Linked DNA regions of Mus musculus: regions 1, 2, 3, 5 and 6 are each linked to region 4. The links are chromatin contacts, called in public Hi-C and promoter capture Hi-C maps. All regions are on one chromosome and are shown on one strand. The core of a region is the stretch at or near the end of the contact, and the rest is flanking DNA. Distances in the headings are between cores, read along the strand shown.

What was found. Promoter capture Hi-C pulls out the DNA fragments that hold promoters and counts their contacts. A called contact is a pair of places that touch in the nucleus more often than the background predicts.
Region 1: a contact with region 4 is called in a Hi-C map of cortical neurons, with 2.9 times the contacts expected there. The contact joins the enhancer-like site here to the promoter of Slitrk3 in region 4. A contact is called at or near these places in 3 of 39 promoter capture datasets (the C10 cell line, cranial neural crest and liver), 2 of 484 Hi-C or Micro-C datasets (cerebral cortex and cortical neurons) and 5 of 115 datasets of contacts at active chromatin or transcription factors (SST interneurons, VIP interneurons, astrocytes and 2 more).
Region 2: a contact with region 4 is called in a Hi-C map of cortical neurons, with 2.9 times the contacts expected there. The contact joins the enhancer-like site here to the promoter of Slitrk3 in region 4. A contact is called at or near these places in 10 of 39 promoter capture datasets (the 3T3-L1 cell line, the C10 cell line, cranial neural crest and 6 more), 4 of 484 Hi-C or Micro-C datasets (cerebral cortex and cortical neurons), 4 of 115 datasets of contacts at active chromatin or transcription factors (VIP interneurons, astrocytes, embryonic forebrain and 1 more) and 1 of 9 other capture datasets (embryonic stem cells).
Region 3: a promoter capture Hi-C map of hippocampal neurons shows a contact between it and region 4, with 14 times the contacts expected there. The contact joins the enhancer-like site here to the promoter of Slitrk3 in region 4. A contact is called at or near these places in 14 of 39 promoter capture datasets (the 3T3-L1 cell line, 3T3-L1-derived adipocytes, HPC-7-derived erythroid cells and 8 more), 1 of 484 Hi-C or Micro-C datasets (cerebral cortex), 6 of 115 datasets of contacts at active chromatin or transcription factors (VIP interneurons, astrocytes, embryonic forebrain and 3 more) and 1 of 9 other capture datasets (embryonic stem cells).
Region 5: a promoter capture Hi-C map of hippocampal neurons shows a contact between it and region 4, with 25 times the contacts expected there. The contact joins the enhancer-like site here to the promoter of Slitrk3 in region 4. A contact is called at or near these places in 11 of 39 promoter capture datasets (the 3T3-L1 cell line, cranial neural crest, frontonasal cranial neural crest and 6 more), 30 of 484 Hi-C or Micro-C datasets (Sertoli cells, adipose-derived mesenchymal stem cells, brain and 17 more), 10 of 115 datasets of contacts at active chromatin or transcription factors (SST interneurons, VIP interneurons, astrocytes and 7 more) and 1 of 9 other capture datasets (embryonic stem cells).
Region 6: a promoter capture Hi-C map of second pharyngeal arch cranial neural crest shows a contact between it and region 4, with 13 times the contacts expected there. The contact joins the enhancer-like site here to the promoter of Slitrk3 in region 4. A contact is called at or near these places in 7 of 39 promoter capture datasets (the 3T3-L1 cell line, cranial neural crest, frontonasal cranial neural crest and 4 more), 4 of 115 datasets of contacts at active chromatin or transcription factors (VIP interneurons, embryonic midbrain, forebrain and 1 more) and 1 of 9 other capture datasets (embryonic stem cells).

What each region holds. Positions count from the first base shown.
Region 1 is chr3:70,542,395-70,547,354 of GRCm38.p6, forward strand. No RefSeq gene overlaps it. Among named protein-coding and RNA genes, the nearest start is that of Gm6634, 260 kb to the right of the region's middle. Within about 2 kb of position 1,672, at least 5 of the 459 cell types and tissues checked have an H3K27ac peak or open chromatin away from gene starts, as enhancers often do. A contact at or near this core is called in SST interneurons and cortical neurons, where this site is marked.
Region 2 is chr3:70,221,251-70,225,832 of GRCm38.p6, forward strand. No RefSeq gene overlaps it. Among named protein-coding and RNA genes, the nearest start is that of Gm23477, 5.3 kb to the right of the region's middle. Within about 2 kb of position 2,586, at least 16 of the 459 cell types and tissues checked have an H3K27ac peak or open chromatin away from gene starts, as enhancers often do. A contact at or near this core is called in cortical neurons, where this site is marked.
Region 3 is chr3:70,304,564-70,309,601 of GRCm38.p6, forward strand. No RefSeq gene overlaps it. Among named protein-coding and RNA genes, the nearest start is that of Gm23477, 78 kb to the left of the region's middle. Within about 2 kb of position 2,853, at least 12 of the 459 cell types and tissues checked have an H3K27ac peak or open chromatin away from gene starts, as enhancers often do. A contact at or near this core is called in VIP interneurons and hippocampal neurons, where this site is marked.
Region 4 is chr3:73,054,169-73,059,208 of GRCm38.p6, forward strand. It overlaps Slitrk3 (SLIT and NTRK-like family, member 3), which reads right to left and starts at 3,635. Exons shown (of 2, transcript NM_001357851.1): 1 at 3,380-3,635.
Region 5 is chr3:70,480,566-70,485,009 of GRCm38.p6, forward strand. No RefSeq gene overlaps it. Among named protein-coding and RNA genes, the nearest start is that of Gm23477, 250 kb to the left of the region's middle. Within about 2 kb of position 2,141, at least 54 of the 459 cell types and tissues checked have an H3K27ac peak or open chromatin away from gene starts, as enhancers often do. A contact at or near this core is called in SST interneurons, VIP interneurons, brain and 7 more, where this site is marked.
Region 6 is chr3:70,499,796-70,504,636 of GRCm38.p6, forward strand. No RefSeq gene overlaps it. Among named protein-coding and RNA genes, the nearest start is that of Gm23477, 270 kb to the left of the region's middle. Within about 2 kb of position 1,631, at least 27 of the 459 cell types and tissues checked have an H3K27ac peak or open chromatin away from gene starts, as enhancers often do. A contact at or near this core is called in VIP interneurons, forebrain and second pharyngeal arch cranial neural crest, where this site is marked.

The DNA.
Region 1 (4,960 bases), core at 422-2,921, 2.5 Mb before region 4:
ATTCATGGAACTAGAAAATACCATTCTGAATTAGGTAACAGACCCAAAAGGTCATGCATGGTATGTACTCACTAATAAGTGGATATTAGCCAAAGAAAAAAGAAAAAAAATCCCATGCAGAATACACAAGATATAGTCCACAGAATTCAAAAGACTCAACAAGCTGAAGTGCCCAAGTGAGGATGCCTCAGTCCCACTTGGGAGAGAGAAGAAAGCAATCACAAGTAGGAAGGGAGGACAGGATGGACTTAGGAAGGAATGTGGACAGGGTTGGGGGGCAGTGGGGGGTAGAGGGAAACCTAATCTGGTATTGGGTGAGGGAAAAGGACTGAAGCCCTGAGGGCCACCAGAAAGAATGTAAACAGGCCACCTCAGGAAATGGGAGGTTGGGGGGAACTCCCAGAATGCACCAGATACCTGGGAGGTGAGAGACTCTCAGGACTCATAGGGAGAGCCCTTTGATGAAATGTCCAACAGTAGGGAGAGGGAACTTAGAGATCCCAACTTGAGCCTGCTTTCTTTGTGAACCAAAGGCTACCAGCCATTAGGCCACACAAATCACAATGGGCTGGCACTCTTCCATTATCACCAATTAAGAAAATACTCTAAAAGCCTGCCTACAGCCCAATCCTACAGAAACATTTTCTCAACTATGGCTTCTTCCTTTTGGATGACTTTAGATTGTATAAAACTGACACAAAACCAACCAGAAAAAATGACAATTTTATTAATTTTATATTAAAAATTAAGCAAAGAAAAGGTTGAGTTATAGCAAACCCAACTGACCTAGTTTTCCAAAATGCTTAAAAAGTAGATCAACATTATTTATATTTTGATCATCTAGACCATGATTAGTATTGACTTAAAATATATTTTCCTCAAGTGAAAATACATTTAATATTAAGGATAGAATTTTCTTAGGTAAAGAAAGAGCTCAGCAACATATTCACTATGTTAACAATATTTATTTTGAATGATCAAATTAATGGTAATCATAATTTCTATTTATTTCCTCTTTGCAGTACTATTTTCTCCACCGTGAAATTTTATTACTTTAACAAGAAATTCACACACATAAGCATAAACACACGCACACACACACACACACACACACACACACACACACACACACACCTACTTCCAACATTTCATCCTTGACTACCAATGCTCAAATTCAATTAAAAAGGATAATTTATTTCATTGAACAACTACTTACTGGTTCCCTGGTCCAGTGTGTTGGAGATTCTGCACTAGAAAAAGCAAATATTTGTTCTTGGATTCATGTAAATTTGGTAGGATGGATGATAATGATACATTTAATGAGAAAATAAAGTCATATTGAAAAAAGTAAACATTGAAGGGAACTGAACAGAGAATAGTCACAGGCAGACACTCTCCGGGTGTAGTAATCACTGAAGGCTTTTCACTGGTTTTTAAATGTATTCAGGGACTTAATTTTGAGCACTCTGTGTGTTGGAGAAGGGAGGAAGGAGGGAGGGAACAGTGGAGGGAGGAAAAGAGAAGAGGAAGAGGGAGAAGGAGAGGGAGAGGGAGAGGGAAAGAGGCTTCATGTATATGTTTATAGAGAGAGACTGTGGCTAATTTAGATTGAGCAAGTGAGAGTGGAAAAAGATGATTCACAGAAGTAGCCAGAATCCAGATCGTCACAGATATGGAATGCCATTTTTAGGTTTTGAGAGATAAGTGGAAACAATGTACTGTGGAAAATAGCCTGTCTCTGTGCAAGAATAGATGCAGATAGCACTCTAGGAGGTGGCAGCTATTATAAGGAAGAAGTAACCTATCTAGGCAGCAGAGTTGGGGAGAAAAGACAAATGGTGAGCCAGGAGATAAGGGTGGATGCTTTTAGTCAAGAATATTCCTAGCTTAAAGATCCTGAGTACCTTCCTAGCTTAAAACACTTAAAAGTAGATTGCTATTTTGATACTCCAAGGCTTATTGGTCTGTCTGGGATGCACTTAAAAGCAGGAAAAAAAAAAAAGCAGAAAATTTGTCTTTGGAGCCAAGTGGAAGAATACCATGATTTTGATGTGCACTTATTTGTACGTGTGGAATCATTCTCTTTGCATTTTTCTCTAAGGCAGTTTTGGGGATGGAATCCAGAGCTTTGTCCATACTAGGAAACTGTTCTGCCACTGAGTTACATCCGCAGCCTAGAACTAGTTTTTAAAGATATTTCAAAACAGATATTTATATTTATCATTTCTTTTTTCATGTGATTCCTGTGAGTCACAATCAACATTGACAATAATCTGAGCTATCTGTAAATTCCAGTGTGAGCCTGAGTCACTGTTCCTCAGCTGGGAATTTGCCTTTAGTGAAATGATATCACAATACAGGTTTGTACTTAATTGCAAACAAATCATCAATGGCATATAATGATCTATTGCAATCGTCAGACATAAAATTTAACACTAATGAAGTATTTCGGTGAAGCAGATCCTGATGTTAAGGTCAAAATTTACCAAAAGTTAAGATTTTTAGTTGGGACTTTATAGGATGACACCTAATTACCAACTTCATTGTTTTTTTTTTTTTTTTTTTTTTTTTTTTTTTGAATGATGCCTTTTGGCAGACACAGCTGAATCATAAAGTAATAAAATGAACTTTGAAGGCCAGCTGCAGCCTCAGCTCTTCCATGTAAGGTATAAAACATTTGTCATTTTCTTCCCACAAATATCTTTAAGATAATTGCTATTTTGGATGCAGGTTGTTGTGATAAATGACACCCTCTCCTCTTCCCTTCCTCTTCAGAAGAAAGAAGTATACTTGAGTGGCTATTTACAAAGCAGAAAGTAAAGTGACTTACATGGTTGTTTGCATTTTTTATGAGAAAAAAATTACTAAGACTTTGGCTGGCTTTTTTTAGTGTCTGCTTTTTGCTCCAATGGTGATTAGCATAGGAAATGATGTATGTAATCTTCATTCAGATTGTGTGTACATATGGTTCAGAACTAGAGACTGATAATCTGGAATGCAAATCATAGTGAGTGATTTGGTCTCTGCAAAAGTAATCTGCATAAAGTCAAAGGAATAGCAAGTTTGTAAAGTAGTTCAGTGAATATATATATATATATATATATATATATATATATATATATATACACACACACACACATATATATGTATATATATATTTGCTCTATATTTCAGAATTTCTTTTATTTAGGCTAAAATAATAAAAGCTTTATTTCTATTTTTTATTAAATAGCATCTTCTAGTAGTAAATTGTAGCAAAATATAGGGTTGCTATAAGTTTTTGAAATTATAATTACATTATTACTCCTTCCCTTCCCTCCTTCAAACACTCCTGTTAATGTTGTCAGTGTTCTCTTTCAAATTCAAGGACTCTTTTTCTGTAGTTGTTATCGTGTGTGTGTATGTGTGTGTGCGCGTGTGCACTTGCATGTGTCTTTGTGTATGATAATATATATATATTCCTAAATACATTAATACTTTTCATTCTCTAAAATGGTAACTGTTCACATATGATTTAAGGGTTGACCACTTATATTTGGATAACCATTTATGGGGCTCTTCTCAGCGTAATATTATTTTCTTCCTCTTCCATCATTCTATACTTGACCATAGATTTGTGTCTAGGATTTGAGTGCTTCCCCCCAATTGTGTCTTGGTGGCATTGTTGTTTAGACCTTCATTATGCAGCTATATTGATGAGGCTTTGTTGTGCCCACCTCGACCCGGCAAGGAAAATGCATCACGGTCGGTCAGATTCTTCTCAACAGCTTTATTCCAGGAATGCCTCGATGCTATGGAACCCCAGGAACCCAGGGAGGACTTATATACACCCCAGCACTGGGGAGGGCTATGTGTCCTCCTGGGATTGGTCAGTCTGCCGGTACCTTAATTTGCATGCACCCGCTTGGGAGGAGTTGGCGCCAGATTCCGGCTAGCACCTGCAGTGGTGTTGTTTACGGTGACGGTGTACTGGAGACCAGTGCCATCTTTTAGGCGTCGGCTGCCTACAAGGCTTCATGGTTACAGACTCACTCTGAGTTTTCTAAGAGGCACAATCTTGCAGCACACTCTCCATTTCTCTGACTCCTAATCATAATGTAAGAAAGAATGCAAGGTGCAAGATATTTATCAGAAAATGATCAGGACCATGGAGATAAATGTGGAGATACCCTCCCTTGCACAGCAGGCTTTTTCTCTGTGGCCCTTGTCTGTTTTTGTTTCCTTTGGCTTTATTTCAAATATCATTGACTCTATTGCAAACATGATTGTAACCCCATTTGGTAGTTTTGGTGTAATTTACGTTGAGTTACACAATAGCCTCAAGTGATTCATTTTGATTGAGTCACTTAGCATTATTTTCTCCAACAAGGAGAACCAAGGGTTTTGGCTTCTTGCTTTGTGGACATTTTTTCCCATTGATTTCAAATATTTCAGACATTCAACTATAAATGAATGTTATTTAGCATTAGCAGGGAAGTAGCTCTAATTGGCTCTCCTGATTGCTTCCAATTCTTTAAATCATCTGAATTTGGTCTGAGAATTGCTATCTCAATGGCAGTATTTACCATGATCTTTCTTGCTTTACTTTCCACATTTATCCAGCAACTTGCATGTGGCTTGGGCTTTCCTGCCAGAATCATAAAAAATAAGTACAAGTTCATATTCTGTATGAACTATACTCATACACTTGCTGTTAGTTGTGACAAAATGAATAATTTTTAAATCCTAGCTTTCTATGGTCCATGTTCCACAGATAATTTTTCCCTTGGAACTATGGAGCACCTTCTAGTACAGATTAAACTCGACTCAATATTGTTAACTTAATTTAAGTAAAGAGATAATCAAGCAGGCTATATGGCTTTTCACTTGTGCAAGAACAAATCTAGCAATGAAGACTTCAGTATTCTAAAGGCACAAGCAGACCATATTCCCACTGTTATTTCTAGAGATACACAGTATT
Region 2 (4,582 bases), core at 1,336-3,835, 2.8 Mb before region 4:
CCTTTTAACATATAGCATAGGTAATTTATTCAAAATATCTTTGAGTGATATGTGGTTTAAATCAGCTCTTCTTTTTTCAATAAATTAAGCCATTAGATGCTTTTAGTTTATAAAAGAGAATTTCTTTGCAATATGATTATTTAGTATTTTGACACAGACTGTACCCAGCTCACACACATGTATCCAAAGCCTAAAAAATCAAAACCCATCTGAAATTTTGTGTTTTCCAAAAATTTGCTTCAGCCATTTAAAAGTGTTTTTCTTTTCTCCTTATTTTATATGTTTGAGTGTTTTGTCTGATGTATGTCTGTGTATCATGCATTTTCAGTACCCATGGGGACTGGAAAAAGGTATTAGATCCCTTGAGACTCAAGTAACAGATAGTTATGAGCCACATTTTGAGGGCTGGAACTCAAACCAGGGTTCTCTGGAAAAGAAACCAATACTCTTGAATGCTAAGTCCTCTTTCCAGTTCCCGCTTCAGCTACTTTTGATAAAAGTACATGAATATGATAGAATTATCATAGGAAAGATTGAACACAAGCTTAGCAATAAAATCTCCACATCTTCCGATTGTCAAATACAGACATACTGATTTTAAACAATTTATTTGAATGGAAATCCTTTACTGAATGGATTCAAAGCAGTGCATCTTAGACTTCCTATAAAGTGCTTTGGTTGATTTCTTCAGCGAGCAGACTACAGTGTGGGAATGAGTGGGGTGGGGGAAATGGGGTTGAGTCTTTGGAGGAATTATTCACATAGACAAAATCATCACGTATCTACTGTCAGCCCAGATACAGAGTTCAGATTAACCATAACTGGAAGGGAGAGCTGGGACTGTGGCTACATTATGCTTCTACAATTGAGAGCTTGCTCTTCATCCCACTTGATTTGGAAAGACGACTCTGAGGAGGATGGAGGCCGAGTGGCCGAGGCTAAAAGCCTAACTGGGAAGGAATTAGAATCAGTGTTAGATACTCTCCCTCATCTAACTGGTATATGACATTTTTGGAAATTTTCTTCCACCAGTTTTCAAATAGAACTATGGCCAGAGGGTCCATAGATGTTTTACTTGAAAAGAAAACAGGATGACTGTCTTTAGTATTAACTAATTTGCTACCGCAATTTTTTTTTTGCAGTATAGTGGAGTTAATGCTTGTGTTTCTTAATACCAACAATAGATTTGTGTGTTTGTTTGCATGTGTAAATATCAAGTATTTTTATCCTAAAATAGAAAAATAACACCATTTTTATTAACTTAAGTCTAAAATTCATGGAGGCTTATGAGAGATTTGTCAGTGGTTAGAGCACTTACTGTCTGAGGGAGCAACAGAGTGTGCTTCCCAGCACCTACATCGGGAGGCCCACAGTTCTAGTTCCAGAGGATCTGGATATCCTCTTCTCTCCTACCTAGGCGCCCTCACACACACACACACACACACACACACACACACACATATATATATATATATATATATATATATATATATATACACACACACACACACATACATACACACACACACACACAAAGAGAGAAAAAGAGAGGCAACTACCTATGAATGAAAAAACAGTATGAGAATAAAATTCTTGCCTCTTTCAGTCTCTTCCTTGACACAATTTTTTTTTTTCATTCTACTTCCAGTATCGGAAGACAGGGTATTTAAGAAAATTCTTATTTATTTTATTATTTTATAAACAAAAGCCTAACATTACTACTGAAGTATAATTAAAAGCACTATTAATACAATGAAGATGAAGACTTCCCTCTGGAGATCGGTTTAGCTAGCTTTCAAATACATTTATTCAAGAGAGGCATTACTATTATGGTAGTTCATCCCTCTTTTTATAGCAAGCCCCGTGGCTGTGTCATCCCCCGTGGTCTATTAATCTCTTACTGCATTACCCTGAAATTGTGTTGGTTATAAGTAATCATAAACTGCCAGCTTTGAAACTCTAACATTTGTTAGCTTCACAGGCAGGAAAAAACCAGTGATAAGTGAGGTTGTTAAAAAGTCAAATTAAATGTTAATTGATGCAAGGGCACAAAGCTTTAAGGCACTTAAGAGTTTATATGTAGGCACTACATTTATTAGACCTGACAAATTGTTCTGAAGACTTTCCGTAGTAGACATTTGCGTTTATATATTTTTTTTTTGTACCACTCTTCTCAACTTGATCCTGACAATTCAAAACCAGTCTGAATACTGCTTTTGTTAGAGGTTTACATAGTTTCATATGAAGCCACAGGCAAGATTCTAACTCCATCCTATATATTTACAATGTTTTATATTTAAGCGGTGTGGTGATCTAAGAAAAGAATCAAAGAACAGACTATCTTAGAAATTTGCATAAAGAGAAAAGGACACACATACTCTTGGGGAATTAAAGAGAAGGTTCTTTCTTAATCATCTCATACATTTAAATTACTCAGATTTGCATAAATGCTGAAGTGTGAATTGTTGCTTTTTTTTTTTTAAATCCAATTCCTTTTCAGACCATTGCTAATTATTCTTGGCTAATGTGGTAAAGTTAAAGGCACAGAGAATCACTGATAACTGCTTGGCTTTCTCTTCCCCAGTGCTGACAGTAGGCTGGCAACACAGATCCCCTGTCTGATAGACAAGGCAGAAGTGGGCTGCGATGGTGCTGTTGAGACAGCTGGCTTTCTTGCGTCTTTGGATGCTCATATACTGAAAAAATAGGAAAGTATGTGTGTAGCTCAAAAAGGATCATGTTTTATAGAAATGGCTCACTTATCACCAAATTTTGCTGGATTTTTTCCTTATCAGTAGAACTGGCCTAGAACCAGTTAAAAACTGGATTCTGTTTGGTACTTTTAAATATCTCACATTTCCCACAAATTTGTTGCTTATGAAGTAATGGCAAATACAGTAACAAACAAGGGGTCAAGACCATCTGAAGTGCTCTTAGGTGATCTTGATTCATATTGGATATGGAATTTTCTGTGGTCACAAATATGAAAATTCCCAGCACATTCATGTGTAGGGTGTGTGTGTGTGTGTGTGTGTGTGTGTGTGTGTGTGTTGTGTGTTGGGGGTAGAATGTTCTTTTCTGAATCTGCCCCAATTTATAGAATTTCTCAGATTGCGATTGCGATTTTTCTCAACTGTGCTGTGGATTCTGACACTCCCTTCTGACATGCCGTTGGAGCAGCCTTGTTTTCTTGATTACAATGTATTAGAATTTTCTTGATTACAAGGTATTAGAATTAGGACTCCAGCGAAGCATTAGCATTGCTGGAAGGAAGTATGAAAAGCATCTGTCTGCTAGAAATATACGTGTATTTGGATGCGAACCTTGTCAAACAAAATTTAACAGACATTATTGCATGTCCACATTGTTCTTTATTGAGTAGAATACACACAGAAAGCTATAATACAGTTGGTAGCCATTAGGCTCTAGAAGCCTACTCAAAAAGGGTGGTAAATGGAGCAATGGTGCCATTGTGTCTCATTATTCAGAATATTCAGCAGAAAGGCCAAGCTTATCAATCTAGATGTCCATGAATCTAAAAGTGCCACAGACAGAATTTAATTTGGTCAGCAGTAGCTGCTGTAACAAATATTTCCCCAACGGTGTAACAGAAGCAATGCTTACATATAGCTTACAAAACCATACTGCTTGAATTTCTGGCTCTCCAAGTAGTGATGCTGGCAGGGACCAAGACTCCTCACATCTTACGACTCCATCTCATGTCTGCACATGCTTTCCAGGATTATTATGGTTTTTCTAATTTGAGCTTCGGAAGAGTGTGGTGGCTCTTCCAGAGGAAGTGTAGAGTGGCGCAGTCACACATCAGTGCTGCCTGCCCTCTTTTGGAGAAAATATTCTACAGCTTGCTTCACTGAGGCTGAGAGAACTGATCCAGCTATGAGTTCAGGAGTAGAGGCATGTGGATGGTGTGTGCCAGCCAGTCTTTACCACACGGTGCTATTTTGGTTTTTATCTCCGTGTGAATATCTATAAAAAGTTAGTTTATAATAATCTTCAAGAGGCAAATATGTTCTAGAAAAAGTACCTATTTTTTTTAAGAGAACAAAGTTTTCATTATTAGTATGTGTATTGGGATTTGAAGATATGTGTGCATGAGAGGCCAGAGGAGGGAGTGCTATCCTCTGCAGCTGGAGTCACAGGTGACTTCAGCTGTCTGACATGGTTCTGGGAGACATATTTGAGTCCTCTGCAAAAGCAGAACTTGCTCTTAACCACTGAACCATCTCTCCAGACCAATGTCATTTTAAAAATTAATTTTTCTTTAGTTTCAATATTATTCAACAAAGTGATAGGACCTTATACCTTATCTTAATATTACATTATACAGTGTGATAAAATAAGAAATTTACGTCTCATCTAGGCTTGATTTCCTAAGTCAAAGCTTTTTACATCCTTGTAGCTGGGTGCTGGCAGGTTCCTTTGTTGTAAGTTTGGTCTTCAATTCTGATTTCTGGCATAGGAAAGAGCTTTATAATTTCTTGAGTGATAGAAGCTTGCAAGACAGAGCTTCCAAATTCACTGAAATTTCTTTGATGACAGAAACATCTTTTGTTCTAATGAG
Region 3 (5,038 bases), core at 1,603-4,102, 2.8 Mb before region 4:
AATATTTTGGCATATATTATATGTGCTAAGTAAGTTATGTGGATATCATTCAGTTATTTGTTCTCCTAAATTTGATGTGTTGTTGTTTAGTGACCTGTATGTTTCAAGATGCTTTTTAAAAAATCCAGTTAGAAATTTTGCTTGTTTAGTAGAGTAGCAATTGTAGACAGTTGTGGATTCTCCTCCAAGGTCAATGACTTCACTAGAAACATATAGTTGGCCAAGTTTCCAATATGAGACATTATTTCCTCCTTTTTTCTCATTTAAGTGTTTTCACATTTATATTTTTTTATTTCTTAATATTAAATTATTTTACTTATTTACATTCCAGATGTTGCCCCCCTTCCTGGTCCCCTTTCCCAGAGTTCTTTACCTCCTCCTTTTTGCCTCTAAGAAGATGCTCCACCCCCACCGCCACCCCACCCCCACCCCAAGCATTCCCTTTCCTTGGGGCTTCAAGTCTTTACAGGATTAGGTGCATCCTTTCCCACTAAAGCCATACAAACCAATCCTCTGCTACATATGTGCTGGGGGCTCTTTAGTTGGTAGCTTATTTTCTGAGAGCTCATAGGGGTCTAGGTTATTTGATATCATTGTTCTTCCTACAGGTTTGCCATCCCCTTCAGCTCCTTCAATTTTCCTCTAATTCTTCCATAGGGTCCCCAACCTCAGTGCAATGGCTGGATGTAAGCATCTGCATCTGTCTCAGTCAGCTGCTGGTAGAGCCTCTCAGAGGACTTGAGCAGCCTTGAGTCCAATCAGAAAGCTGCTCTTTACTGCCAATGTATATGTGCCACTTATACATTGCACCCTTAACGATTACCTGTCACCATGGCCCTTATTTTAGTTCACAAGCATCATAACTGTGTAGAACATTGCTTTACTCTCTTGTGAACTTGCATGCTTCCTCCTGGTGCCATGAAAGCTAGATATGTAACAAGAATTAGGAAAACGGATGCCATGAATTTGAAAGAGATTAAGGGAATGCATAGAAAAGGTTAGAATGAGGAACAGAAAGAAGGAAAATGATGCAATTAATTTAAAAAATAGGTTTTTTTTAGAAACTGAAATTAATGAAAAAATACTGAAAAAGTATATATTTATTGAGTTTGTTATTTGAATATTTTATACATGTATAACATACATTCTGATGATTACAACTCCTTATCCACCCTTTAAATGTTTCTCCTTTTTATTCTTCCTTTTCCATATAAGCAACCTTAACATATTCATGAAATTCTCAAAAATAAATTTTAAATTATGAACATGAATAAGTTACATATTGTAATCATACTATCATTTTAAAGTATTTATTTAGAAATTTTAAATTTTGTATATGGCTATACATGGGCATGTATGTGTGTATACGATGCCTACAGATGCCAGAGGTGCAGCTTTTCTGTCATAGGTAGATTAGCTCTCTCACAGTACACATCTCACTTCTCTGCTTCTTATAATATTTCTTCTCCTCTTCTTTGATGGTTCCCTAAGACTTTCGTGTAGGAGTTGTGTTTTAGATGTGTCAATTGTGTCTGAGAACCCCATGGCCAGTTGTTTACACCATTATGTTCTGTTGTGGCCTTCTCTGATCATCTCCATCTGCTGCAAAAATAAGCTTTGATGAGGGATGAGAGTTGTATCTATCTATGTGCACATTGATGAATATTTAGAATGTAGTTTGAAATTATACCAGTTTAAGAAATAGCAGTAGTAGAGGAGATTATAGGTTCCATGTCCTCACTATCCATGGCTAATGGGCTGGATTTACAGCATCAAGCACACATTCTCTTATACTGAGAGGGCCTTAAGGTCAAAAAGACAATTGTTCATTACCCATAGGATGTAAGTGTCACTATTGTGTCTTTGGGGTACCTTACAGTTCTGGTTCTTGTAGTTTGTAGATGTTATAACTGGGTAGATGTGTTGGTCATTTTTTGTTGACTTAACAAAAATCAGAGTTATCTAAAATGATAAACCTTAATTGAGAAAATGTCTCCATCAAATTGTTCTGTAGGCAAGATTGTGAGGAAATTTTTTGATTACTGATTGGTGTTGGGAGGGTCAACCATTGTGGGTGGTACCATCCCTCGGCAGGTGGGTCCAAGTTAAACAAAAATAAGAAAGCAGAGTGAACTATGAAAAGTAAGCAAATAAGAAGCATTCTTGCATAGTACTATTTCAGGTCTTCAGTTCCTGCTCTGACTTTTCAAAGTGTTGGACTGTGATGTGGGACTTGTAAGCTGAAACAGACCCTTTTGTCCACAAGTTAGCTCTGGTCAGTATTTTAGCAATAGAAATGAAACTAAGACAGTAAAACTACTGGTTACTTTTTTCTCTTGACAGCTTGGATAGCCCGTTTTTTATACTTTGAAGGCTAGTTGGCTTCTAGTTTCAGTTCTTTCGAGTACTTTACCCAAAGCATATAGTTTCTTTATCAATAGAGTCTTACCAGCAATTTTCTGGGAAGCAACAGAGGGCAGCATTAATAACCTATGTTGTTTTCATGGTTTCTTACACTTTTCTAACTGACAATTTGAAAAGGACTATCCTATGACTGACACTGGATTTTCAGGGGGACTGTTGCCACCTCAAATAGTATAACTTCATTCTAACTATTTTTGTATACACATGAATCTAACACTATGATTTTGTGATAATGATTGCAGTCAGACATTGGAAGATTGAATGAAGTAATTTCCCATAACATGTTTTAAGGCTTTGTGGTATAATTTTAAATAAACCAGAATGATAGATCAAAAGAATGTGTTCATTTTATCCCCTTAATCACAGAGTGTATTTTATTATTGTGGCTGAGAATACAACATAACAATGTGGACCATATTTCATTAGAAAGTCGCTCAGGTTCCCAGAGTATTGTCTTGTAGTTGGCATTGCAACTGAGTATTTAATAATGTATTTTAATACTCTAGATGGCTAGTTATTTTGGCAAAAAAATGTCAGCGAATTTCATGCACATCACCTTATTATCTTATTTCTTTTATAAATTAAGCTTTCTTAGTGAGAAGTAATATTGTTTGGGTTAACTTCGTAATGAGTAGACATTCAGGAAGTTAACAGATGGTATTGTTGGCAAAGAGAGGCAAGCAGAGCCTGCCAATCCAGATCCAAAATAAGTCTGTATTCTAATAAGGAAAAATCCACTGTGGGGAAGGGTCCAAAATAACCAACTTGCTGCCAACAGGCTATCTGCTTTCCTTTGGATATGGGGACCTGCCTGAGGTTCAGAGATGGTGGCTTTTGCTATAAAATTGGGCATTCAATCCTGATGATAGCCAAATTTGTATTAGTGAGGAGTCCATTTGTTGAGTCTATTCAAAATCCCCTTACAGTGCCATGGCTGCAATTTAAATGAACATGTTATGTAAACATGCCTGGGATTTGGGGGAGGAAAATCAAGATTGACTGGCATCTACGTTTAGAACAAGTTGTCCCCTTGATTATTGAAAGCCTCATCTTTAGTGGGAACTTTTTACTGAACATTTGCATAGGACAAAAATAATCTCGAATTCTTAGTTAATTCTGGGAGGTTTATCCAAACCCCTTTGTCTCCAACCATCTGGTCAAACCATTAGTCATTGCCCTTCAATTGTTTCACATGCAATGTCTCCTTCCAGGAAAACTGGACCACAATATGTACCCTGCTAGTTCTGCCCACTAGGAGAATTATCTTTTATATTTTTCCCCAGCATCATTCCAATCAGGGTAGGAGATACAGGGCTATAGCAATTCACTTTGTACTAGTGCCAGCATGTTGGACAGTGCTCTTTTCGAACCAGCCTGGATAAGTTTTCTCTGTGATCAACTCCTGGCAAAAATCTTGCCATGTGGCCACAGGAATAGCACTTGGAGTTACCGACTTGCTTGCTCAGGTAAGCTCATCACTATGTCCCCAGGGACTGCACCTGCTGATGGAATATTAACAGATGTCCACAGCTTACTGATGTAAATGTTTAGTGCACAACAGGCAACTTAGGTATATTTGTTAAAGGCAAAGCTTTTGCCTCTAACAGATACCAATGTAAAGACACTGAAGGCAAATTTGCAGCCAAAGATGAGAAAATTCCTCTTTAATACTTGAGCTATAGTTTTCTATTACACCCCAATATTTATGATGATATCCAGTCAATAGCCAAGTGTTTCCATGGCAGTCAACATGGTGTTACCTTCCTGTTCATAAATAAGTACATAGCGTTACCAGCCCAGTTAACAGCATGAGGTTCCTAAGTCAGAAGTAAAGGCCCCTTGTGAGAGAGTCGAAACCCCTGTCTCTCACAGACAGCAGATAGTTGGTTTATATCAGAGATAGGAGACTAAAGGTATTTTGTTGGCCTATCTTACAATAGTAGATGAATTCTCGAATTCTGTATACAGTGAGTGAATAAAAGTCAAATATTTGTCTAATCAATATTTATGGAGCAGCAGGCAAATAAGGGCAGTGTTTAGTTCTTCCCCAGATGATAATAAATCTTGGATAAGTGCTGCAGTGGGAGAAGTTTCCGATTAGGCATGTAATAATCTTTGTCATTTAAAAAGATCTATCCACCTGGGAGACAATGTGAGCATGCTTTCTGGTTTCATAGCATATTTGTTCCAACTGTACATTTTGGAACTCGATTCAAAGCCAGAAAAATGGAAAGAAGGATTTTTTCCCATGTGGGAGCAATGGCATTTCTGGAACTGTGGGATCTTCTGGACCATGTCACTCACCATTAAGTATGCATATCCCGCCTCTTGAACCTAGTTGGGACTTGGTGACTGGTTGGAGAGCAGAATGGGGCAAAATGGCACTGCTTTAGGAAATATGGCTTCCTTCTGGCACTGTGTGCTTTCCTCAGAGTGCTTATGGTGATTGGCATGCAACCACCATGCTGTAAGGAAGCCCAGGCTGTACTCAGCAGTGACATGGATAGGTTCTGGCTAAGAGCTCCAGTTAAGGTGCCTGCCAACACTCTGTGTTGGTTGCCAGCTGTTCGAGTGAATGAGCCTAGAGACTACTCCAGGCCTCAGTCTTCAGGGC
Region 4 (5,040 bases), core at 2,385-4,884:
AGAGGCAAAACATCCTCAGCGACTTGGACTGACTTTCTCTTGAATTCTGCTTCAATTTCTTTGCACCAAAACCTTTCCTTCAATTTAGATAAACTTCTAACTCAACAACTCTGTGTTTCCTTTCAACTTTCTGCTCTTCCTTCCTTTCTTTCTTCCTTCCTTCCCACCTTCCCCTCCAGCCTATCTCCTAGCTCCCTCTCTACAGCTCCCCCCTCCTTCCCTTTTTTTTTTCACACCCTCTTTCCCCTCTTTCTCCACTGGTAGGGAGACTGAGAAGCTTGAAAAGCAGTGGGGCAATTCACACTCTTCCTCTGGAGGCCTCAAGGGAGGGAAATTGCTCAAATTGGTTTTCTTTTCCTTTAGTTCCTCCTTTAGTTCCTTTCCTCTGCCCCCCTCTTCCCTCCTCTCCCTCTCTCTTTCTCTTTCCTCTCTAGTATCCCCCAAAGGTAATGCTAAGGAATGTCCAGATGAGAGGCGACTGAATGAAGATTTGACAGGGGGAAGCGACCAGCTCTCTCCCAGACTCCTCTAAAAGGACCTTTCAATGGTATCAAATGCTAGGAGAAAGCACAACTTGATGGTGGAATTGAGGAGTACCCAACAAGCATCTAGGGGTTCTGCTAAGTGGGAACTGTGCAATGTGTCCAGAATGCAGGAACCCTTCCCCCATCCTATCTTTAGTTCATAAGGGGACATAGGTTTTCTGTTTCCTGACTACTAAATAATTGAACTCCATTGCCAGGGTCTCAAAGTTAGCAGGTGCTGAAGATGATTTGCTTAAGGTATTTTGCACAACCAAATTGAAGGAGGAAGAGGAGGGGGAGGAGGAGGAGGAAGAGGAGGAGGAGGAGGAGGAGGAGGAGGAGAAGAAGAAGAAGAAGAAGAAGAAGAAGAAGAAGAAGAAGAAGAAGAAGAAGAAGAAGAAGAAGAAGAAGAAGAAGAAGAAGAAGAAGAAGAAGAAGGGAAGAGGAAGGGAAAAAAGAAGGGGAAGGGGAAGGAAAGGGAAGAGAGGAGGAGGAGGAGGAGGAGGAGGAGGAGGAGGAGGAGGAGGAGGAACATAGCTATGAATTTCTTACCACTTTAAAATCTATTTCATCTAATTGAGCAAAGCATTGCTTAAAGTCAGTCTGAGATCTGGATGATAGCTTGCATTAAAAATATCCATGCATCTGTCCATTACCCCACAGTAACTAAGATTGGAAATAGCAATGGAACTCAGTAAGCAGCAGGCTGTAAGAGTCTCTTAACATTCTGTACCCTTCACATCCCAGACCCACCCTTTTCTCAGAGAGGTCTCCACCAGGAAACAAGCTTACATTGAAAACCCTCAGTGTACACTGAAAACTGCTCGGGACGGACCAGTTTTACCTCCCTCTCCAGTACCCTGAACCCATCTCCTTGGTCACCCAGTCTGCAAAGGCAGCAGCTGCTTCAGGGATCCTGTGGGAACCCAGGCTCTAATGGAATGAATAGGTAATCAGGAGGCTGTCCTGGGCTTCACAGTCACAGTAAATGGCCTCTGCAACCACGTCCCAGTAGTCTCTGGAACCACAGTCCTTAGTGCTGGACTTTGGCCATGTTCTAAAGGCCTTTCATGAGTTCTCTTGCCTTTATTTTAGCATAGCATGTTTAAAGGGTGGGAAGGGCTCTGAAAGTTAGGGGATGCTGGGCCCTCTGGCTGGTTTCTTCTGTGTCCTGCTGGGAGCGCCGGCACCATTGATTTGTCCAGAGAAGGACAAGAAGCTCTTTCTACACAGCAAGCCCCTTTCCTACCCCCCCTCTTCAGTACTCCCCTTCATTCCAGATCTAAGATTAAATATTCCAATATGGAAGCGAAACGATCTCCCTGGAACAAATAATTAAAATGCTGCATCATTCATTTTCTGAAGAGCTATGAGCCTTCTATAGAATCTTTTTTTACTCCGCTACTGACAGGCAAGGCATACAAGGAGTCTCTTTAGAAAAAAATTATATATATATATATATATATATATATATATATATCCATCCCCGTTTTCCTTCTGTCTCTTAAAATACAACCCAGCGCTCCACGGGGGGAGGGGTTTTCCTCTTGGCCACCTGGCCTATATGTTAGAGTTAAGATTTCTTTCCCCTGAAAAACAGGTTTGAGGTTATATTAGTCTCCAGAAGCCCTTCTTTCATCAACGTCCTTACATCTATTGAATCCAATTCTTAAAATTATATATATATATATATATATATATATATATATATATAATTTTTAAAAAATCCTAGCACCTGTGAGTGTATAGAAGATCCAGCAGCCAAAGTCAATGCGTTCTACAGTACATATCCTACATAAGACATACACTGATTGCAATCAGGCAAAGTAGGAACGGATGTCGATGAGTACCTATGGTGCAGAGCGCTCAGGATCTCCGAGGTTCGCTCCAAGGGGCTTCTCAGCGGGAGGGGCAAACTCTCCGCGAGGCTGCATTGTATCCGTCATTCTGTCGCCCAGTATCTTCCCCTCTTCCAGCCACCAACTTTCAGAAAGGCTACCAAATCACGCTTGTAATCCTTTCAGAGTGGTCCACCTTTAGACTTAGAGGGAAATGGTCGCTGCATAGCGATGGGAGAGCCGAGCGCGCACCTAGCGCGGTGAAGCTGGCGACCGTGGGCTCAGGACCACTGCTCTCTGTGCTTGCTCCGGATGGCAGGCAGGCTGTGCAAGTGTCCCAGGACCTGGATGGCCTGATCAAAGATCTTGATGCTCTTCCTTCAGTGGCAAGCGCCCCGGTTCCCGAGAGCCCGGGTCCCTTTCTGCATTTCTCTTTATCTGTATCTCGCTGAAAGCTTGTCTCTCTCACAGCGCAATCCCTGCCTGCGGCCTCGGTCTACTCGAGGAGATAGAGCTAGCCCTTGGCTTTCCCGAGTGTCTTTGCTCTTTGCCCTTTGGATGGGTGGGAGTGGGGGTGGGTGGCATGGAGATGAGAGAAGACAGGGTGGGGAGAGACAGAAAGAAGGCAGGAAGGGGGCGACTAGATCTCAGATCCCAGCATTGGTCAGGTGGCGGGGTGGGGGGTGGGGGGTGGGGGTGAGGACACAGATACAACAGTATGGCTGTACACACCACATTGCACTTGGCGTTGGGAAATCTCAGGCAGAACACGAAGGCGATGTGATCCCGTTGGCGGGTTGTGAATCCCCTGACAGCCCACCATTGGAGCGCCTTCACTTCTTCAGCCAGAGGACAGGGAGCGGTGGGCAGAGGAGGGGGGCGAGCGTTCCAGGCCAAGGAGACGCTCCCGGCGGCGGCGACAGTGGCGGCGACCGCATCTTTTAAAGACTGACCTGCTTTAAAAGTACCGCTTTGATGGCCTAGGAAATAACTAAAATCAGATTACACGTTACTTACCGAACGTCTGCCTCTAAACTGGGAGCGCCAGGTCAGGGACTAGAAGGCAATACAGAAAACGCAGGGCTGGAACCCGAATGCAAAGCCACCAGCCGCCCCCAAATCGCGCACCGAGGGAGCGGCGCTCCGGAGCCCCCAGATCAGCCCATCGCTGGAGCCTCCGCCAGCTTGTCCCCCCGCACCCCCGGCCCCTCCTCCGCGCCAACTGTGTAAATCAGCCGCCGCAGTCCTCTCGCCGCGCATCGCAGGCAAATCCCTGCTTAGGAAGCAAGTGATTCTCTCTCTCTCTCTCTCTCTCTCTCTCTCTCTCTCTCTCTCTCTCTCTCTCTCTCTCTCTCTCTCTCTCTCCTCTCTCTCCTCTCTTCTCTCCTCTCTCTCTCCTCTCTCTCTCCTCTCTCCTCTTCTCTCTCTCTCTCTCTCTCTCTCTCTCTCTCTCTCTCTCTCTCTCTCTCTCTCTCTCTCTCCCTCCCTCCCTCCCTCCCACCCTCTCCGTTTTCTATTTATTGGTCACAATTTGCCAGCTCCACTAAGAGAGATCCTGTCAGGAAGTCAGCATTCTGTATCGGTGGATTGATTTCTAACTTTTGCAAATGAGAGATGGCTGTTTGGAAAATTACAGCTCAAACTAAAGGGGATGGGGTGGGGGGAGATGATCAAATTAAGAGCATGTGAACTGTATCGGGGGCAACATCACTGAATGCTTACCAGGAGCCATTCCAAGTGGTTTGTAGAAACCGCCAACATAGGTGACAAACTGAAAGTACTAACATTTCCTCATCTCTTTTTACTTGCTAACGTGGGGGTTTGAGGGGGGTGGTGATGAGACTGTAGCATGGTTGGAAGGGGGTGGAGATTTGAGGGAGAGGAGTCAGATACCAATTGGTGACAAATGAGATGAGGACATTAGGAAGATGCTTGCACTCATGAAAGTGCTCCATGATCCAGGGGACCACTGACTGCCTCCACTGCAGTCTTGTTAATGCAGTTGCTCAATGTTCCTCCATCCAATCTGCAGGGCAAACCAACGCAGTTCTTTTTAATAGATCCTGTTCATTAGCCAACTGTCTTGGAGAAAGGGTGGCATTCCCACGAACTCCCAAACATGAGAGATAGGGGGAGTTCCGTGGGAGACATCTCTGTGACTCTCACTATTCCTTTTAGATGTGAAAACATCGAATTGCCCAAGACAAGTGAAATTATGTATGTATTATCATTGTAAGCATAACACATCAACTGGACCATATTTTCAGAAGTTTTTCAAGGAACTCCAGCTTATCTCTTGAAAAGACACAGGGCTTTTAAATTGTTCATGACAATCTTTATGAGAGGGGCATGGAGATACGTTGCCCCTTCTTTTATGAGGTTTTGTTCATTTGTCTGCTGTATAGGCATATTTAATCACAGTCTAGGGCCCATATTATTATCATTATAAAGGAGAGAATAGAATTGGTCAGGCCCAGAAAGATGGCCCTGTTCAGTTTTATGTAACACATAGGCACACAAACATAGTTGATTCAGAATGGTAACCACTTTGGTATTCTGTGAAGTGGGGATTTAGAATGTCATACTTAAAATGTTTCAGTTTGTTCTTCAAAATACTCAGTGTCCTTTAAGATGATTAATAAAGTATCTCCAGTGACCCAGAACATGACCAAAGCACC
Region 5 (4,444 bases), core at 891-3,390, 2.6 Mb before region 4:
TGTTCACACTGGGTGGATAGATTTACCACTTCAAGAAATGTAATCTTTAAAAATCTTGTGAAATAATTTTAAAAATTAAAAATATGGTGTTTAGTCATTACTCATAATTTAAGAACAAAATATAACCTAACAATTCAAAAGCTTCCCTAGCATGATTCACATTCAATATTCCTTATAGACCAGGTCATTTTTTTTTTTCTGCTAAAATTACACTACCTTTGTATCCATCGATTTGGGAAGGTCTAGCTCGCTGTGAGTGCAGGCATCTCTGGAAAGGTGAGACTAAGTTATATAAGAAATCAGACTGAGGGTAGCGGGATAGCCAAGTAGTCAAAGAAAAACAACTGAACAACCACGGGAAGCCAGCTAATATGCAAGGCTCATCCATGTTCTGTGCTTTAGCTCCTGCCTGACTGCCTTAGACTCTTGTCCTGGTTTTTCTCGGTGATGAATTATGAGCTGTAAGATGAAATAAATCCTTTCTTCCTCCTTTTATTTCCTGCCTTTGGTCAAGGTATTATTGTCATAGCAACAGAAAAACAAACTAGAACACATTTTTATTTTATTTTATTTTATTTTATTTTATGCCTTTTGGTTAAATTATACTATCCATTTGTAGTTTGTTGTAGTCAAAGAAATAAAATACTTAATGAAAACAAGTGAAGAATAGATAACAAAGTTTCTCATTTTTACTTTGAGTGATTTACAATTAACCATAATTGAAGGGTAGAAATGGAGGAAGGAAATGGACATGAAGGGTGCCCATGATACCTGAACCCAAACCCACCCAAAACTTCATGACTTGGAAGTTGGTGATAGTTGAACAGACACTTAATGTAAAAGCTGTGTTAAGGGAAAGTCATCTTATGCAAAATTGCTATAAATGCAATAATCTAATATTTTTTTCTGTGAATAGAAAACATAACATTTTGATAAGTGAAAATATTGAATAGATTAATCACAATGGCTTCCGAAATTAACAAGTATCATTAGCACCCACTGAACTATCTGATTGTGACATGCTCTGTTTGCTGTGCATTTGCACTGATTTTCCCTCTCAATCTTCCAATAGCTGTATGTTGAAAGTGGATGTTTCTCTTTCCATTTCTCATTAAGGGAACTGAGATTTCATCCCTGACTGGAAAAGAATAGAACCAGGAATCACAGCTGTCAATCTCACTCTGTAGCTCTCACTCTGATCAATGTTTTCCCATATAATATTGGGTTTTTTGAAATCATAGAAATATCTAGATTGGAAACAGGCAAGGCATATACCCAGCTATGTCTGGTGAGGACTAAGGTATGATTTCTACAGTTCTAGGAGACGCTCATTTTCCCTTTGACGGAGGGTGGACCAGTGTGTCCATCTGTTATACAACTGAGGGCTGCCACTTTCTACTTTCTGGTCTAGATCTCTCAGGAGTCCAAAGGTTGAAAAATGAATGAATGAATGAATGAATGAATGAATGAATAAATGAATGCTCAGACAATGATGCTGGAATTTACTGCTTTGCTTGAATTCAGACAGGAGGAGATGAAATTTGGGGCTCTTTGTGGCTTTGGATGAAAAATGAATAACCAGGAGGGAACATTCACCCTGGTTGTCAGGGAGGTTGATTTTAAAATGTGACTCTATTCTGCTCAGAGGAGACAAAAATATGTTCAAGGACTTATCTATGATATCTGCAGATACAAACCCAAGAGTGAAACAGAAGTAAAATTTAAGTAAAGCAGTGGGGAAATTAAAACATATTAAAACAAAACAAAACAAAACAAAACAAAACAAAACAAAACAAAAAAACCCTTTCAGCCAGGATGCATCATTACCCAATCCTTAAAAACAATTTGTTTTATAGAATCAGAACAAACCCCTGAAATTGACTTCTAGTCCCCCTTTTTTAAAAGGAGATAAATTGATGCTGGGAGCTGAAATGCTAATATTCAGCCTGATAAGTGTGTTTGCTTCCTGACAGACCCCTTGGAATGGGGTTTGTTAAAATGAATGCGCCGCATTCACAGGAACAGTGGCGAGGCTGGGTTCTTCTGGCAGTAAATCCAGCAATTCCATTTTGACTGGGATGTTTATCATCTCACCACTTCTGCGCTCTGTGCTGCGGAGGGGGTGGGGAAGGAGGCTGTAGTTCAGCTTGCTGGCTGCTGGTGTCATCCCATTACCGCAGAATGGAGACGGTGCCTGTTTCTATTTGAACATTTAATACATTAGTCTGTAATTTTTGTCTTGGAGGTAATGAGGCCTGACAGCTTTAGCTGGTGCATGCTAACAAACCCACACTGGTCTCTTTGAAATTCTTCGTTGCCAAAATTCATAAAGGAAGAAAGAACTTTCCGAAATGACAGTAAACATGCTTCATTCTGTAAGACACTATGGTTAACGACCTGAAACACTGAAGTGTTGTTCTGAGCTATCGATATACTAATTTGAGCTGTATTAAAACTGCTGATGATGTGAACGTTTTTGCTTTTGTTTGTTCATTTGTTCATTGACTTATTTCCATTTTTCCTTGGTGTGGGGACCTCAGGGATAAAGGATTTAATTCTCATCGTTTGACAATGGTAATTATTGTGGTGACCATGCTGCGAAGAAAGCTCTTCCAATGTTTTCCTTCATCTCCAAGAGTAAACGAAGATAAACAAGATGGTTCTTAGAAAGGTTGGATGTCTGCATAGCAATGTCATTTCACACACTGGATCAACTGCCACAGACAATAGGAGACACTCTCTGTCCTGAGGAGCCAGTCACTGGAGTCTCCTGCATTTTCTGTGGCAAGGTACAAAGGACAGTAACACAATTGGGGAAGCTTTGGAAAAGTTATTTTTAACACCATGCTGACAATTAACTGGTTCTTAAGCATAATTAATGAAGAAATCCACGGTAGGAATCATTTTTAGCTGAAATTAGCTGACAACCCAGGGCTCGTGGAGAGCTGCTGGCATTTGAAGTGTGGACTCTTGCCAAACTTGTGACAAATGCATTTTCTAGGTAAACTCCCTTTTAAGTACTCTTGTGCCCTGTCAGCTATGGCATTAAAAAAAGAAAAAAAAGAAAAAAAAGGAGCCCACTGTTCAGACACAAAGCACCTCTTTTTTGAAAGCAGTTCAATCCTGAATGTAATGTCTGTAAAAAGGAAGACCAGAAATAGAAACAATGAACAGAGGCAGGTTCGAGAGAATGCCATTACCATTGAAAATATTGAAATTGCCTTCGTTAGATTAGACATATTGATATGAGCCTTAGGAGAGATCTATTGTCTTTTAATTTATAGATTTATTAGTTACCATTACTGATAGTAAGAAGCTATCTGACCCCATGGAACCGAAATTATAATAGGTCATAAACTGTCAGGTGTGGGTGTTGGGAACCAAACTCAGATTCTCAGCAAGAACATCAAGCACTCTTAACTGCTAAGCCATTTTTTCTGGCTACTGTTAGTTATTTTAAGCGACGATAAATATCTTTAAATACCAAATTCGCTTGAACAATAGAGAAAAATAGGAGAGTCAAGTCATTGCAAGTTTAAAGGTTAGACATATTTTTCTATGCTCATTTTGAGTTAGGTAGTAGGGTACTGTGCTATGAACTTTGTGTCAAGGTCAGAGAAAAACTTTAGAAAGTCAGTTCTCTTTTTATACCATTTAGGTCCTGGGGAATAAAACTCAAATCATTTTAGTGATATATGCCTTTAGTCCCATGCTTCAGGATATAAGTCTTTTGCAAGGAAATAGAGCAATTAAGTTAATCAGGTAAGCAATTAAATTATGTAATAAGCGAGTACATTTTTTTCTAATAGAAAATATGTTTGGAGAAGATGATTTGCTATGTAATCACATTTCCCATTACAACAGATTACACATGAGTGCTTAGAAAATTGTCTTTGAGAGCTACTAATGTTTTAGAGTCCATCACTTGATGGAACGGACCAGGAGATATTATAACATGTTTCTAGGAGATAGAGAGGATCCACATCAAATGACTTAGAGTTGGATATTCAAGTAGGACTACTGAGAGTAGATACAACCCACATGTTTTCATATTGTCTTCTGTTGGAAATCTTAACTCTGAAGTCAGGCAGACTTTCTTTGTCCTTGTTTTCCTTGTGTTAAATGAGGACAGTATTCTTAAGTAATCTACCATAGTGTTCACTATAGAACAGAGTTCACCTTGTACAAATGCATAGCTGTACTTCAAAGTCATATTCATAATTTAGTTTACTTTATTTGATCACATTTGAAGACAACTTGAAAGCAGATGTTAAGACCTACTTTCCTTTTCTGAGATGCTGTGACTCAAATGGGATGGATCTCTTCCAGTAGTTGATAAACAGGACTCAGAGACTGCCAAGGAATATCGAATATGTCCCACGTAGGCAGACTTACAAAGAAGCTGTGGACAGGTTCTCAAGTTGATTTAGAAAATGCCAGGAAG
Region 6 (4,841 bases), core at 381-2,880, 2.6 Mb before region 4:
GTGATGCTGCACACCTTTCATTTCAGCACTTGCTTGCGAGGCAGAGGTGGCATCTCTCTGAGTTTGAGGCCAGTCTGGTCTGTATGGTGAGTTCCAGGACAACCAGGACTATGTACAGAGACTGTCACAGAAAGCAAATACACCAAATTAAAACAAAATAAAAAAAATAAAAAGAACACTGACAGCTGAAGAAGTCATCGTCCCCTGAATGAACATACCAATTGGTTATGCAATATGGAGTGGTCAGCCCTGAAAACATATGTACATGCAAATTATCAATACTATTTAAGGTGCTTCCTATGGAGAGTTTATGTATGGGCTCTGGTGCACATTTAGAGGTATATGTGTTTCCGTAATTACCAGGAAACAGAAACTTGGTAGGAAGTCCTATTGCATGAAGCAGTAGACTCAATTTTACCAAGTCTAGGGAATGCAGATGGTGTGGTGCACAGAGCCTTGGGCTGCCTGGTCACTGGTTTAGCTATGTGTTAAAACTTAGTGATCTGAAAGCAGGGATGCTATAATCCTGTAGCTTGGTTTCTGCCCTAGCTCTGCTGCTTACAATAGTTGTTGCTTTGAGCAAGCTACAAAAAACCAACTGCTCTATTAAGGATTGTAGAGTAAACTCTAATGCACAGCCAGGATTCACATATGGGAGCTATCATAAGCACACATACACATTGATATGCATAAACGACTTTTCAAACACGTAGATTAGATTACATCTGCTGCCTCCTTCAAAACCTTCAACAACAACTCCGATGTTTGGAATCAAATTAAACTCCTTCCCATTATCTCTGTCCCTCCTTTCCAGTTCCAACTCTTGGCCACTCCTCGCCTTATCATTTCTGAAGGTCAGTGCTCCAGTCTCTCCCAGTCACTGGCATTTGCAAAGGTTTATGCTCCATAGCATTGATGCTCCCCCTTGGGCTTCATTTGTGATCATAACATCCCTGGTGCATTCAATTGAGCTTCACTTGCCCTTTTTCTTAGTTTTTCACATTTGAAAATAAGGAGGAACACCCCTGGCCTCACATTAAATAAAAGCGCAGCTTGAAGCATGAGGTTCTCAGAAGCAGAATAAAACACTTCAGTATTTAAAAGTTAATCAGCATTTTAATTACTGAGTTTTAAGCTTTTCTTTAAAAGGAGAAGCAAAACACATTCACACTGACAAACTAAGTTTGAGCCCGAAATGTCAATTAGAAACCTTGAAAGGGAAAGCAGAAGCTGGTCAGAGGAGAGCAATCTGCTGAGAGCTGCTTCCCCATCTGATGGCCCTTGTGCCTGTGAGGCTTGGGGCTCCCTAGTTCCCCAGAAACCTGAGGCAGGTTTTGCTGGATGTTTTGGAAGAGCTGCAGCAGGGTTGCATCAGCCTTGTTCTGCCAGCTGAACCTTTTGTCTCTGGCATGCTAGAAGCTAAGCTGAGCGCAAAGAAGAAATGACAGGAGCTCATGGAAATGTGAGCTTTGATTAAACCATTACTCTAAATAGATCCTCCCTTACTCCTTCACAATCCTGAGCTGAAGTTCAAGGTGGAGAGGAACCCAAAAATTCCCCCTTTCCCCTGCTGCCTTCCAATAATGGCTTGTTTGAAGAATCCATTTCTTTTGTTCAGTTTTGACAGTTCAGAACCCAGCAGGCAGTTTGTTTCCTGTCAGTTCCCCAGCCCTTGCTGGCAATCTGAACTCTTTCAGTGTGAGTGCTGCTTGGCTGGGAAGCCTTGACTTGGAAATTCTTCAGGGTCATAGAGGCCTAAGTGTCTGCGGCGGTAACGCACAGAGGTTTGCAAATGAGAAATAATCTGTTTTCTTTTCTCAGGCAGTGGAAACACCCTAGGGCTGTTCATTATTTTGTACTTTGTTGATCAATTTTTCATATGTAGCTGATTTAGCCAGTTTGTTAATCCGTTTCTCTTTAGGAAGCTTTGTCATGGCCTACATTTACATACTGTAATGCTGTTGGCGCCCTCATTCCCTTTACACTAATCTGTTTCATAACCCTATAAAAACACCCGACAGGGCCAGACAGAGGGTTCCCGTGAAATCGCAGTTTCTTTTCTTTACTTTTTTTTTTTTTAAAGATTTTTATTAAAAATATTTGTTTCTGTTTTTTGGATCTGTGTGTGTGTGTGTGTGTGTGTGTGTGAGAGAGAGAGAGAGAGAGAGAGAGAGAGAGAGAGAGAGAGAGAGAGAGAGAGAGAGGGAGAGAGAGAGAGAGAGAGAGAGAGAGAGAGAGAGAGAGAGAGAGAGAGAGAGAGAGAGAGGTGCACATGTGTGTAGGTGTGAGTACTATACCACCCGAGGCGAGAGGAGTCTAGGTGCTCTGCATTATCATTCTCTGCTCTATTCCACGGAGACAGGCTCTCTTACTGAACATGGATCTAGGCAGGAGTTAGTGATGTCTGATCCTCCTGTGCCCATCCACCACAGTACTAGTTTATGGACGTGCAGGTCCATGAGTGCCTTTTAATATGGATGGTCAAGATTTAAATTCAGGCCTTCATGCTTGTGCCGATATTGCAAGCCCCTAAATTTCAGTTTCTAGATATTGTTCTACACGACCCAATCATAGTTTGGATTTTTTTTTCCCTTAATGGAAGAAAGCAAAATAAACTCCATCCCACCCTCCCCTTTTTGAGACAGGTCTCACTGTAGCTCTGGCTATCTTGGAACTCACTATGTAGACTAGGTTTCCTGGGTGCCTCTGCATCCTAAGTACTGGAATTAAAGGCATGTCCCACTATTTTTATTCGATTCAATTTCCATACCCTCTGTACTTCTCTCAAGTCTCTTCTTAATTTTGATCCTGCCACTCTTATTTCCTCGTCCTCCTCCTTTCTCAGGTAGCAGGGGGCATGAGGAACTGGGGATAGCCACTGGAGGATCCTAGACACCAGAGAAACCTGCAGCTCCCAGGACCCAATGGAATTGACTTAAGCCGTAATTCGCAGAGAAGGGGGAGATAGAACCTGTGGAGACCACCTTCAGTAGATAGGCAAGGCCCCTGGTCCAGGGATGGAGCCACCTACTCATCTCAAAGATTTTTTTAACCCAGAAATGTTCTTGTCTAAAGGAAGAACAGGGACAAAAAAGTGGAACAGAGATTGAAGGAAGGGCCAACTGGGGAACGGCCCCACCTAGCGACCCATCATGTATGCAGACACCAAACCAATACTGTTGCCATGGTGAAGAGGCGCTTGAGGACAGTAAACTAGTGTGGCAGTTCCTGGGGAGGTCCAGCCAGCAATTGACCAATGCAGAGGTGGATGCTTGGAGCCAATCATCAGGCTGAACTTGGGAAACCTGGTGGGGGAGCTGGTAGAAGGATTGGAGGAGTGGAGGGGGATTGCAACCCCATTGGAAGAACAAAATAGGTTGGCCTGACAACCCAATGCTCCCAGAGACTAGATCACCAACCAGGGGATCGTTGGCTCCAGATAAGTATGTAGCAGAGGATGTCCTTGCCCGACAGCAGTAAGATGGGAGGCCCTTGTTCCTGGGGAGGTTTGATGCCCCAGAGCAGGTGGGTGCTGGAACGGTGTGGAGGGAGAGTAGGGATGAGTGGGGGAGCACTCTCATCCATACAGGCAGAAGGGAAGTGGGTGGGCAGATGTGGGATGGGGGGTGGCGGAGGATTAACACGGAAGAAGAATATCATGGGATGGTGGGTTTGTGCAGGGGGTAAAAGGGAGGTAGGATGGCGTTTGAGATGTAAAAGAACGGGATGATAAATAAAAATTAAAAAAAAATAAAGTCATGTCCCACAATTCTTGGTGGAATTATTTTCTCTTGATGTGTTTTAAAGGCAAAAGAATTGAAAAGAGGGAAAAGAAAGTAAACGGCAAGAAACGCAACATCCAAGCTTTGGCTAAACAGGAAGAATACGTTTTCTTGACACATTTTATTTTACATTAAAAAAGAAATACATCATCAAAAAATGTTTCCTAATATGCAGGAGGAATCCTAGCAGTCATTCAGCAAACAAACTTCTTCAGATGAGGCTCACTCAGTTGATAATGGGCCCAGGAATGGGCTCTGATGCTACCCCCCCCCCCATCATTCACGGGTTAAACATATTCCAAGGACCACAAGTAGGTGTGATTATTGTGTGGTTGTTGTGTGAAGCCAATTAAAACTAGTAAGAAGCTTTCAAAGACTGAATTAGTGACTTCTACTGCCACCTTCTAATAATTGCTAGAAAACAGCTGCAACACATACTGTTTTCTCCTCATTTCTTTAAGTGTCTGTCTTCCTAATTAAATTGCTCCCAAGGCCACACCATTCTTAATCTTTTTGCCATTCCTAGCACTTTTATATGTTCTGACAGGGAAGAAATATTTTTCAAAAATATATAAATCTTCTATATCAATCACAGTATGATAATGCCAAATAACAGTCGTGGTTATAGTATATACTTCAGAGAATTTTTTCATAGTTTCCGTCTTCTCTGCTATTGGTACTGAAGTCATAGCAAGACCTTCACTTACACAGCTCTTTCTTATGTCAATGAAAAGATACAGCAGGGAAAAATGTTTCCCTAGAACAACCACTCAGGGTCTCAGTTTCAAAGCAAAGCAAACCAAAACTCTCTGAGTCTTATAAATTATGAAGTGATCATACATTGAATTTGTAGAGAATGTTTCATCCTGGAATCCCTTCACTTTCTGATAAATGACTCCTTTGTGTTGACAACTCCTTAGAGGTGAACAGGAGGTAGTATTATTTCGCTGTTGGAAAGACTATAGCTCAGTGCGGTTAAATGGTTTGCCTGTGGTCACTGGAGGCTTGTTCTGTTTGGCTATTTGTTTAGAATTGCCTGCGCTTCTGAAAAGTCCCTTG